Regions from separate parts of the Mus musculus genome. Here all the other regions are linked to region 2. The links are chromatin contacts, called in public ChIA-PET and promoter capture Hi-C maps. All regions are on one chromosome and are shown on one strand. The core of a region is the stretch at or near the end of the contact, and the rest is flanking DNA. Distances in the headings are between cores, read along the strand shown.

Region 1 (3,678 bases), core at 229-2,728, 990 kb before region 2:
TCTACGATTCAGGTGAAACAACTAGATGTGATCGGTTCGGCTTTTTCCACTTCCTCTTATTAGAGCGCAGAAGCCAAGACTATACCATTACAAAGCCCCTGCTGCGAGAGAAGCCTCAAGCTCTCTGGCCGCTAGAGCACTCTATTGCACTCAGCCGGCCACGTGGCTGTCACAATCAGAAGACAGGAGAAAAGAGCACCAACTAACCTGGAAATAATTAACCGCTCACAGCGGAGTTGCAAGTAGGGGAAAAAAAAAAAAAGTCTGTCATTTCTCTGCACTTATGACTCCTCCCACCGCCACCCAAAAGGTGGAAAAAGGAAAGCTTTAAAGCAGAAACCAAGTGCAAGAAGATCTCGAGAGCGCGGCTTCCCAATGAAATTGCTACCCCCAACTCGCGTGAGGTGCGGCGGTGGGAACCCAGGCATTTTGCCGGAGGGCAGCCGGGGGCGGAGTTTGCAGTGCAAGACCGAGCACCGAGCACGTGGACTCCCTGCCCCTAACCTCCCCGGCTCGGCTTCGGGCTGCCGGGCACTGCACGCCGGCCGGCACCCAAGCTCAAGGCCGCGGACCACCGCGCACCCTCCCGGCCCGAGCGCCGGGCCGGAGGGCAGAAGTAACCTCGGCCCCGAAGGAGATGGCGAACAGGAAGTGCACATGTTGCAACGCCGAAACAGTCCAAGTCCCACCCCCACCCCACCCCACCCCACCCCCGGCCCGGGCCAGCCAGGCTTGGGGGCGCCTCCGGCCGCGAGAACCGGGCTGGGGTCGCCACCCCACATCGGGGCCCCGCGCCCGAAGTTTACGCGAGTCCTCCTGGGCACTACTTCTCCGGGCCCAGCCATCCCGCCCGGGCCGGGCCGGGCCCCGGACTGGGACTCCACGCCGCGCGCGTCCCGCTCGGATGGGAGCCGGAGCGGCGACGTGGCTGGCGCGGGCTCCCCGGGACTCTTAGAGCAGCAACTCCCGGGGTCGCAGGTTTCCGCCTGGGCGTCCTCTGCCCTCTGTGGCTCCGACTGCGCGACGCCCCCTCCGGTACGGTCATTACCTCGGGAGAAAACTCCTAACTCCTCACTCCCGGGGACCCGTGCTCGCCTCGGTTCCACACCCCCGGGGCAGCCCACGCTCTGCCGGAGCCGCGCGCCGGGTACACCCCCGCGCAGGGGCGCCAATTCTTCCCGGGACACAAAAATGTCCCGGCGCGTCACGGGACAGCCGCCTCCGCGCCCCCACGCCCAGCGCCGGCCGCACACGCTGCCTCCGCGCCGCGCCGCGCCGCGCGACCCCGGGGACTCACCGTCACTCAGCCGCCGCGAACCAGAGGCGAGGGCCGGGCCGGGCCAGACACAATATGGCAGAGCACCGCAGCTGCTCCCGTGGCTCCCAGCAGCCGCCTCCGGGACACCCAGGCGCGAGCAGGCAGTGGCAGCTGCGGTGGCGGCCGCCGCAGCACCACATCCCCCCCCCCCCCACCCCTCCCGCCTGCTCGCTTCCTCCCCTCCTCCCCGCCCCGCTGCCATGACAACGCGGCGCCAAGGCGCTTGGCCCCGCCCCTCCTTCCGTCCCGCCTCCCGCAGCCCGCCCTTGCCTCGTCCCGCCTCCTACCAGGGCGGCGGCCGCCCCTCCGAGCTGTCGTCCTGCAGGCGGGTGGGGGGGAAGGTGGCGTCCGGAAGGGTGGAGCGGGCTCGGAAGGCAAAGCGAGGGGACGCTGAGGTTTACGGAGCTGGGCGTGCAGGCGGGAAAATGAAAAGCCCTCGCCTGTCGCCCGGAAGGACCTATGGGAGGGCGACCGAGGCGCGGCGCGGCTGCTGAGTGGACGAGCTGGCGCGGGACGCGCGAGTGTCCGCCCGCGACGCGTGTGCTGGGGCTGCCGCGACGGCCCGAACAGCCCCTTGGCTTTGAAAGTGTGGGGACCGGGAAGCTTTCTTGAGAACAACGCTACCTTCTTCTGACTGAAGTGCCGTGGAAACTCTATGCAGAGCAGATTTTAGAGGGGAAATGGGGCTTTGGAATCAGATCCAAATTTTACTAAAGATTTTCTGAGACTCTGTCTCCCAAATTAAAAACCAGTAATAAAAGGCAACACAGCAACAACAAAAATGTACAGAGCTCTCACTAATTGCTGTGTACAGTAATAAGGACTTAATATGCATTGTACACGTATTGCCTACACTGTATTGCGGGTACAGTGCTGCTAGATAAAACGGGAGTGGCCAGTTAATTCTGAATTGCAGACAAATGTAGAATAATTTTTAATGTTAAGGACATTCCCTTCGGGGTATACTTTCTGGTTGCTTCATGTTTTAGTGAATCTGCCAACTCTACAATTTCAGGAATTCCCTTTACATAGAAGGAAACTGAAGCCTAGAAGTAGCCTATCAAACTGCCCTTGGCAGTGAAGGTTTATGTATCAGTACTGGGTAGGGTGAGGCTGGAGGAGTGCCAAGATTTAGAGGTCACCCTGGCCTTCATAAGAAGTTTCTGTCTCAGCTGCGCGGTGGTGGCGCGCGCCTTTCATCCCAGCACTCGGGAGGCAGAGGCAGGCGGATTTCTGAGTTCGAGGCCAGCCTGGTCTACAGAGTGAGTTCCAGGACAGCCAGGGCTACACAGAGAAACCCTGCCTCAGAAAAAAAAAAAAAAAAAAAAAAAAAAAGAAGTCTGTCTCAAAAGGAAAGCAGGGTATAGTGCCTCATTCCTGTAATCCTGGAACTTGGAAGGAGGACATAGGAGACTCAAATGTTTAAGGCCATCTACATAGGGAGAGAGAGAGAGAGAGGACTATTCCATTGAATTTCTAAAAGAAAACTATAGTTTGAGTTTACTGTTATCATTATGAACCTGGAAATTAAACCTTTCAATTTCTATACCCAGTTCTTTAAAAACCATGCTACTGATACCTGTTTCACACAGATATAAATGGATTAAGAGAAAGGGTCTCTAAAACGGAGACATTGCCCGTCTGCTTGCTCAACAAAGCTTCATTTGGTTCCTGATGAGGGGATGTTGACTATTCAATGTCTTTGCATATAAAATGACTGAAGCAGGCTATCTGCTCGCAGTAAAGTAGATGAGCTGTGAATATGGCAGAGATGCAGAGGAATTGTAGGCACCCCGATGTACAAGAACAAAGCCAGAAATATTTGATTCCCTCATTCCACAAACAACATTATTCGTATGATCCATGTAAGCTCGCCTACCAGTTCTATTTCATTTTGTTTTGTTTGTTTGTTTTCTTTTCAAAGTCCCGGAGAATCCCAGTTTTCTTCAGAGTACGAAATCTCAGGGCAAATGTAAGATGTGCTTCAGCGGAGGAGCAACATCTACTGCAAATCTCCTTACATAGCATCACTGTTGCCCCCCACTCATGTAGACAAATTAAAGAAGATACAGAAGAAAGAGCACGAGAAGGAAAGGAAGAGCAAGAAAAGTTGGCTTTTAAGAAACCAAGTTCAGCCAGGGGTGGTGCTCGCCTTGAATTCCAGCACGTGGGAGGCAGAGGCAGGCAGATCTCTGTGAGTTCAAACCCAGCCTGATCTACAGAGAGAGTCCCAGGACAGTCAGGGCTGCACAGAGAAACCCTGTCTCAAAACAAACAAACAAACAAACAATAACGACAAAAAGCAGCCACAACGTCAGTGTCTCAGCCAAGGTTATCTGCTAGCCTTTCACCTTCTGACA
Region 2 (3,517 bases), core at 791-3,290:
ACTGCCAGGGTTAGGCGGAGATCTCTGTCATATTTCGGAAGACAAGTGCTCTATAAATAAATTGACTTGGAACAGTCTCAAATACACATAAACCGCAATGGCTTTAAATGTAACCCTTGACTTTTCTTTGTCTTCTTAAGAGGTCAACAAGGAAGATTATGCAAGAAAGGCGTTACCAAAACCCAACCTACGAAACCTGGAAGAGCTTTCCTATATTCTCTATTTAAAAAAAAAATATATTTCTATATACTTGTTAGCAAGCACTACCGCGTCTCTCTAGGCACGAGTCAGTGCGTACTTATCATACATTCTGCACCAATCCTCTTAAAAATTCCTTCCCTTGAAGAGGTGATTATTCATTTTGTCATTCAATTTCCCACCATTAAAAATTTCATATGTAAAATCACCGCATGCTAATGGGGTACTGTGTAAGGAGAGAATATTTTTACTGAGTCAGCGGAAAGACAAAAAAAAAAATTAGTAGGTCTTCCATCTGAAGATCTGAGGAGGAGTCACAGACAAATTTCTGAGGTATATCTTGGAAAAACTTTGAATTTACCAGAATGTAGTGCACTGGAACGGAACGGTGGCGTCAGATTCTTGGCTGGAGGTGCCCATTTTAAAGTAATATTCCCAAATAATGATATTTATCTCATTTGTGGGGTAAGGTTAATTAGCTCTCCTCCCTTTCAGTATTATCAGGGCACCACATTGGCAAGGATAATAGAAACAGAAATCTGAGGTTTGGTTTGGTTTGGTATTCCCATCGAGTGGGCATTCGTTCGAAAGGGTGTCAGCTTTGTTAGTGCTAATTAGAAGGCCGCTTAATGTCTGGTTTCCATGACTGAAAGAGGGCCCAGCTCTGGCTTCATTAAAAGATATGTTTAAAGGTGTGAGGGATGTCTAACTTAGGTAAAGGAGGTTAAAATGGACTCTCCGAGTGGGTGCATATAGCTGTTAGCACCGAAATGTTCTTGCTGAACGGGGAAACTATCCTGAAGGCAGGCTTCTTTCTGAAGTTGAGGTTTCATCTTGCCTTGCTTTTTACAAAGTGATTGCTCTCCACGGTTTGAGGGTTTGCATGGTGGTGCTTTTTCAACTGGGAAGTTCTTTCTGCCTTCGCCATCTTCCTAATTCTCTCTGGGCCGTGGCTGTTCCATCAATCTTCTCTGGGCACTGTATTTTGAGGATGGAATCCTTATTTTCCTCTCTAACCCCCATCATCCTTTTCTGGTTGTCTACTTTGGGCTTCTAATTTCAGAGGGGCTCCTTGGGGAGACCGACAGCACACACTCTCGGATACAGTGGGTTTGAGTAGCTTTCTGATAAATTACTGCTAGGAAAGAGAAGCGAAGGGTAGGCATAAACGGAAGCCCCTTTTTTGATTAGCTTGTCAGCTGAGCTGCATGGGTTCGGCACCGTGTAATGAAAAACGACCGGCCTCCCTATGCAGCAACGCTGAGAAGCTGGGCGCGCTGGGTGGGTGTTTACTGGGGGGGGGGGGTGTCCTTCAGTTTTATTTATTTTTTGTTTTGGCCCGTGTTGTTTTTGTCAGCAGCACCTCCATACGGGGCGGGAAGGTGAGTGTGTGCGTGTGTCTGTGGCAGGCAGGACGGGTGGAAGAAGGTCCTCCAGCCGAGCGCAGAGAGAGCCACGCTGCCGCCTGGCGCAGTTGCCAGGACAGCGCGGCGCGAGCAAGCAACGGCAGAAGCCGCAACCGCGTTCCGGCTGCGAGAGAAAGTGACGCATTGCAGGTACAAATCAGCCAATCAGCAGCAAGCTCAACGAGGTTCGCCTGGTCGACCGCCACCGCGGTGCTCCTCCGCGCCGCAAAGTAGCTCCTGCCAGGCGCGGTTCCCCCGGCCTTTTAACGGCTTGCCTGGGAGTGGAACCCACTTACGTCATCCGTCCCCCTGCTCCCCTTTCTCTCTTGCGTGTCTGCCCAGTGACTGCGGAGAAAGGGGGTCTCCCGGAGAGTTGGGGGGGGGGAGGGGGCGGGGGCTGGCCGGGACTCGTTCGCTAGGTTCCGTTATCTGGATGAGGCGGAGGGATCTGGCGGAGGGAGGCGGAGGGAGGTGTTTATGAGGAGCTGGGGGCGGAGGAGGAGAATTAGTCCGAGTGGAGCGAGCGAGTCGAGCGGTTGTCTGGTCGCGTCTCGGAAACCCGTAGCCCTTGCAGCATGGTGAGTGCGTAGCTGAGCGGCCGGCGCCCCGCGGGTCGGGGAAAGATGCTGAAGCGGATTGACTAAAGAGGGGACCTCCCCTCTCAGAACTGTCCTCGCCAGAGGGACGGCACCAAAAAAAAAAAAAAAAAAAAGCCAGGAGGCCCCCCGCGACACTTGTGTCGCAGGTGTCCCCCACCCCTGTCCTCTTGGGTTCCCTTTTAGATGAGTCGGGGGACCGCTGCGGGGCTTGGCCGGGGGAGGATGGATCTGGGGTGCGGGGCCGTGGGCTCGGTCGAGAGAGCAGAGCAGGAGGGGCTGCGGCCGAGGCGGCGCCAAAGGTCAGCCCCGGGGGCCGGATTCAAACCGCCAACGGCCACCGCCGAGCGAGCGCGGGCGCCAGGAAGCGCCTTTGTCCGCCCGGCCGCCATGCGCGGGGGGTGGGGTGGGGAGGAGCGCGGGGCCCCGAGGCGAGCGGGCGCCGTTAGCCCGCATCCCCGCGAGGCCGGGCCGGGCCGGGCCGGGGGCGCGCCCCGTGGGTCCAGCCCGTGCGGGGACCCCCGCCGCGGGGGTCGGGTGGGGTGAGCGCGCGGGGCCCCGAGCCGCCGCCCTACGCGGCTCGGCTCGGCTCGCGCCCCAGCTGCTGCGCTGGCACCTGCAGGACTGCGGAGGTCTGGGCGGCCCGCGGCGCTGCGGGGATGGGCGGGGGAGGGGACCCCAGCAGTCCCCCCTCCCCCTCCGCGCAGGGCTGCTGCTGCTGCTGCTTGTTCACTCCATCTGGTGCTGGCTTCCGCTACCCAGACTGGATGATTAATTTTTTTTTCTTTTTTTAAATCGTTGAAGAATACAAGCTTTTGCTGGAAGTCGGGCGCTTTCTCAAAAAAAAAAAAAATAGAGCTCGTAAAGGGAAAGCAACCGACCTCAGTTAGGGTCTCAAAGGCGTTTTTCGGCCCCCATGAGCTAGTGGAAGTAGCAATTAAGGGGCGGGTCGCTAAATTCTTGAGTGCTCAGGTGCACTCCTGTTCACCTCTACCACACGCAGAGTTCCTTGAAAACGACTTGCGTTTCAGAGTGGAAGTTGCCATCTGATCTTAGTTCTTACGGACAGTTCACCTATGCAATAATGGCCGTCAGTAACTGTACACTTAAAGAGTGTAAAAGAGAGCAGGAGATTTTAGAAAGAGCTTTGAAAAATAAGTCCCTCTTCGTGTTTTCTGTTTTAAAAAAATTAATGAGGACGATAATTTGCAATACTTATTTTACTCCCTTGCCAAATGGTTACAGCAATGGGTGTGTCCAGGAGGCAAGGTGACATCTTAAACAGTAGTTGGGAATCCCTGCCAACTGAAACCTCCA
Region 3 (3,717 bases), core at 971-3,470, 620 kb before region 2:
AACTCTTCCCTCAATGCTTATTAAATCCAACCATAAACATTCATTTTCACCCAGCTAACAACCATAAATTATTTATTTATTTTAGTTTTTTTGAGACAGGGTTTCTCTGTAAAGCCCTGGCTGTCCTGGAACTCACTCTGTACAGCAGGCTGGCCTCAAACTCAGAAATCCACCTGTTTAATGTAATTAGAATTATGGACACAATTATAATATGCTACTTCCAGATTTTTAAAACTCTTCCCTCAATGTTTATTAAATCCAACCATAAATGCTCATTTTTACCCAGTTAACAACCATGACATTTTTAATACTGTTTATGTATTTAGTCAGATAGGATCTTGTTTCGCAGATCGGGATAGCCTAGAACTTGCTATCCCTTCTGCTTCAGCCTTCAGAATTCTGTGAATATAGGCTTTAGCTACTCATGCATGACTCGAATTGTTGGATTTTTTTTAATAAAATAATTTCTTAAGGTTTATGTGTGAGTTCTGCCTGCATGCAAGTCTGTACACCAAGTGCATGCCTGGTGCTTGCAGAGGCCAGAAGAGGGGGACAGATGCCCTAGAATTGGAGTTACAGATAGTTGGAGCTACCATGTGGTTGCTGGGACTGAAGTGAGACCTCTGGAAGGACAGCCAGTGCTCTTAAGGGATGAGCCATCTTTCTAGCCCCTCAAGATATTTTTCAAATAGCTGTCTTCACATACAGGTTTTGAAAAGATTGTGAGTCTTTGAAAATCACATGACCAAAAAAGAAAAAAAAAAACCCAGCAATTGTACATCATATGATAGGTTATTATTTAAATGGCAGGAGATGTCTGACATCTAGAAGGGTGATTTGCCAACAGTGGTGGCGAATGCCTTTAATCCCAGCACGTGGGAGGCAGAGGCAGGCGGATTTCTGAGTTAGAGGCCAGCCTGATCTACAGAATGAGTTCCAGGACAGCCAGGACTACACAGAGAAATTCTGTCTCAAAAAACCAAGAAAGAAAAAAGAAAAAAAAAAAGAAAAAGAAAAAAAGAAAAAAAGAAAAAAATCTGTAATTTACACATAGCACAATACCGTAGACTTACCTCTCCTGTGCGTCCCTTAGAATTCACTTTTCTCCCTCCCTTTCTGAAGCTTTGTAATGTTTTATCTATCTTAAGCCTAGAAAGCAATCAATGAAATTCAAGTAGAAAATCACTGACAGCTCCGAAATGAGGGAATCCAGAGATAAACCACTAGCTATGCAATAAGGAATAGTGAGCGGAGTACATTTTCAGTCTTCATAACGGCGGCCAGGGAATAGAAACACATTTTCCTTGGGGAGAGATTGTGCTAAGGGGACCAGACACAGATACAAAAGATTATTCCTCTCGGGGGTTTATCTTTCTTGACTTCGTGGGACCTAAAACAAAACCAATATAATCCATCACAACCTCCACCCGTTTTATTTTACTTCTTCCGGAACACCATGTAGACCACTTGCCCCCCCCCCCCCCCCAAAAAAAAAGCCTAAAGCAAACTAACTTGGTTAAAGATCTAAAACATTCTGAAAGTTTGGGCGACAAAAGCTGGAACCGACTCCAGACTCTCTCTTAAGTTCTCAGCAGAGCCGAAACAAGATTTCTTAAGGTTTGCAAATAAATCCCTTCAGCTGGACTAAAAACGCACAGAGCCTGGAGCGCTCCCTACAGCTGAGAGCTTGAACCTACCGAGCCCAGAAATCCGGAGTTACCCAAGACGGAGTCCCTCACTCCTTGTGGCGTTTAAGAGAACCAGGTGAAGGTTGGGGTGGAGGGAGGCTGAACCGGCAAAAGGCAGGATTAATCACTTCTCCCAATTGCATCAGCAGCCCCCGCCCTTCCTTCAGAGCACCTCCTATCCTAGAACCTTCGCTACGTACTGCCGCTCCTTCGCCCACCCCCGGCTCCATTATATGCCCTGATACCTCCCCATTATCACCCGCCCTGCCACACTCCCCCCTTTCCTCTTTCCTCCTCCTCCTCCTCCGTCGGGGAAGGAGGAAACCCGAGAGAGGAAACAGGGTGTTGGAGGAAGGGGGCTCCGCGATAAGAGAGGAGGCTCCATTGGCTCCGACACCGTACGGGCGCTTCCCATTGGTCAGGCCCCGCCGGAATCCACGCCCCCTCTGTCCCCGCCCCCGCCCCTCCCCCGCCGGCTCGCGGCCCTCCCCCCGCGCCCCCCGGCCAGCCCCGCGGCGGGGAGGGACCGACAGGGCTTGAGCGGAGAGGCTCCGGCGGTGTCAATGGCTCCTCCTGCCACGGAGCAGCAGCAGCAGCAGCAGCGGCAGCAGCAGCAGCGGCAGCGGCGGCGGCGGCGCTGGGGCTGAGGAGGGAAGGTTCCTTTAAGGAGGAGGAACGACGACGCCTCTTTTGCCCCTATCTCCTCCCTTTTACACTCATTTCCCCTTCGCCGAGGGTGGGGGTGGGGGGGGCGGAGGAGAGAGAAGAGGCCGAAGAAAGAGAAAATTCCTCGCAGGGCGCTCTTTCAGGGGGTGTGGGGGGAGGACGAGGAACGGAGGAGCCGGGCGCCCCCCGCGCGCTCCCGCCCCGCTCGGCTCGCCCTCTCCGAGATCGCCCGTCCGCCCACTCCCCCCGCCGCCGCCGCTGCCGGAGACGCCGCTCGGGAGTCGGCGGGCCCGGCTCGTCTGCTCGGCCGCCGCCGCGCTTCGCCTCGGGCTCCCCAGGCGGACGGACGCCCTTTCTTTCTTTCTCTTGCCCGGCCCGTCTCTCTGTCTGCGTCCCTCGCGGCCGCCCCGCCCGGCGGCCTCGGCCTTGCCCGTGCGCCAGGCCCGGCCGGCGGGCCTCGCTCAAGCTCCGGTGGTGCCCCCAGCCTCCCCGCGGAGCCGGGGGAAGCTCACGCCCGGTGGCCCCCCGGTCCCCGCGTCCCCGGCCGCCCCGCTCCTTCCCGCTCCCCACCCCCTTCCTCCCCGGCCCCGGAGCTCGCGGTGCGTGTGCGCGTGAGTGTGTGTGTCCCTCCGCCAACGCCGCCACCTCAGCCCGGCAAATGAACTCCGTCCGAGCCGCCAACCGGAGACCCAGGCGAGTGTCGCGGCCGCGCCCGGTGCAACAGCAGCAGCAGCAGCCCCCGCAGCAGCCGCCGCCGCAGCCGCCTCAGCAACAGCCGCCGCCGCAGCCGCCCCAGCAGCCGCCGCAGCAGCAGCCCCCGCCGCCGCCGCAGCAGCAGCCCCCGCCGCCGCCCCCGCCGCCTCCGCCGCCGCCTCAGGATCGGAACAACGCCGGCGAGAGGGGTAAGGCCGCGCTCGGGGCCTGGCTGGGCGGGCGGGAGGCCGGGCGGGGGCGGCGGCGGCGGCGGCGGCGCGCCCGGGGTGGGAGACGGAGGCCGAGCGGAGGCGGGTCCCACCGTGCCGCAGTGTTCGCCTGGGCCCGGCCCGGCCGGGCCTGGCCGGCAGGAAAAGCCGCGGCTGCGCGATCCGCCCGGGCTGCGGCTCAGGCCGCGCTTTGTTTGGTTTCGGGGCTGGCACCCTCCGTCCCCACCCCTCCTTGGGGCTTCCCGGCTGGCTCGCCCACCCCACGGGAGTCTGTTCGCGGCCGGGGGCGGGCAGGAGGGTGGGATTTCCCCCCTTTCTGCGCCTGGCTCGATCTGGGCTCCCCCTTTCTCGTGGTAGGTGGGGGGACGGCTGGCTGCGTGGGGCGGTGAGGCTGGCCGGGGAACTTGTTTTCCCCTTCTCTGTGGGCTCCCCCTTGCCCT

Evidence for each region. Promoter capture Hi-C pulls out the DNA fragments that hold promoters and counts their contacts. ChIA-PET counts read pairs in DNA pulled down with a chosen protein or histone mark.
Region 1: a contact with region 2 is called in a promoter capture Hi-C map of erythroid cells, with 10 times the contacts expected there. The contact joins the promoter of Foxn2 here to the promoter of Calm2 in region 2. A contact is called at or near these places in 3 of 39 promoter capture datasets (erythroid cells, liver and pre-B cells).
Region 3: an RNA polymerase II ChIA-PET map of memory CD8 T cells shows a contact between it and region 2, with 23 read pairs. The contact joins the promoter of Fbxo11 here to the promoter of Calm2 in region 2. A contact is called at or near these places in 2 of 39 promoter capture datasets (liver and pre-B cells), 2 of 484 Hi-C or Micro-C datasets (CD4 T cells and embryonic stem cells) and 3 of 115 datasets of contacts at active chromatin or transcription factors (large pre-B cells, memory CD8 T cells and pancreatic cancer cells).

What each region holds. Positions count from the first base shown.
Region 1 is chr17:88,438,504-88,442,181 of GRCm38.p6, reverse strand. It overlaps Foxn2 (forkhead box N2), which reads right to left and starts at 1,478. Exons shown (of 6, transcript NM_180974.5): 1 at 1,298-1,478.
Region 2 is chr17:87,445,458-87,448,974 of GRCm38.p6, reverse strand. Calm2 (calmodulin 2) reads left to right here and starts at 2,040. Exons shown (of 6, transcript NM_007589.5): 1 at 2,040-2,182. The coding sequence starts at 2,180.
Region 3 is chr17:88,064,548-88,068,264 of GRCm38.p6, reverse strand. It overlaps Fbxo11 (F-box protein 11), which reads left to right and starts at 2,220. Exons shown (of 23, transcript NM_001081034.3): 1 at 2,220-3,256. The coding sequence starts at 3,013. Gm45950 (a long non-coding RNA gene) reads right to left here and starts at 2,140. Exons shown (of 2, transcript XR_385899.1): 1 at 1,698-2,140.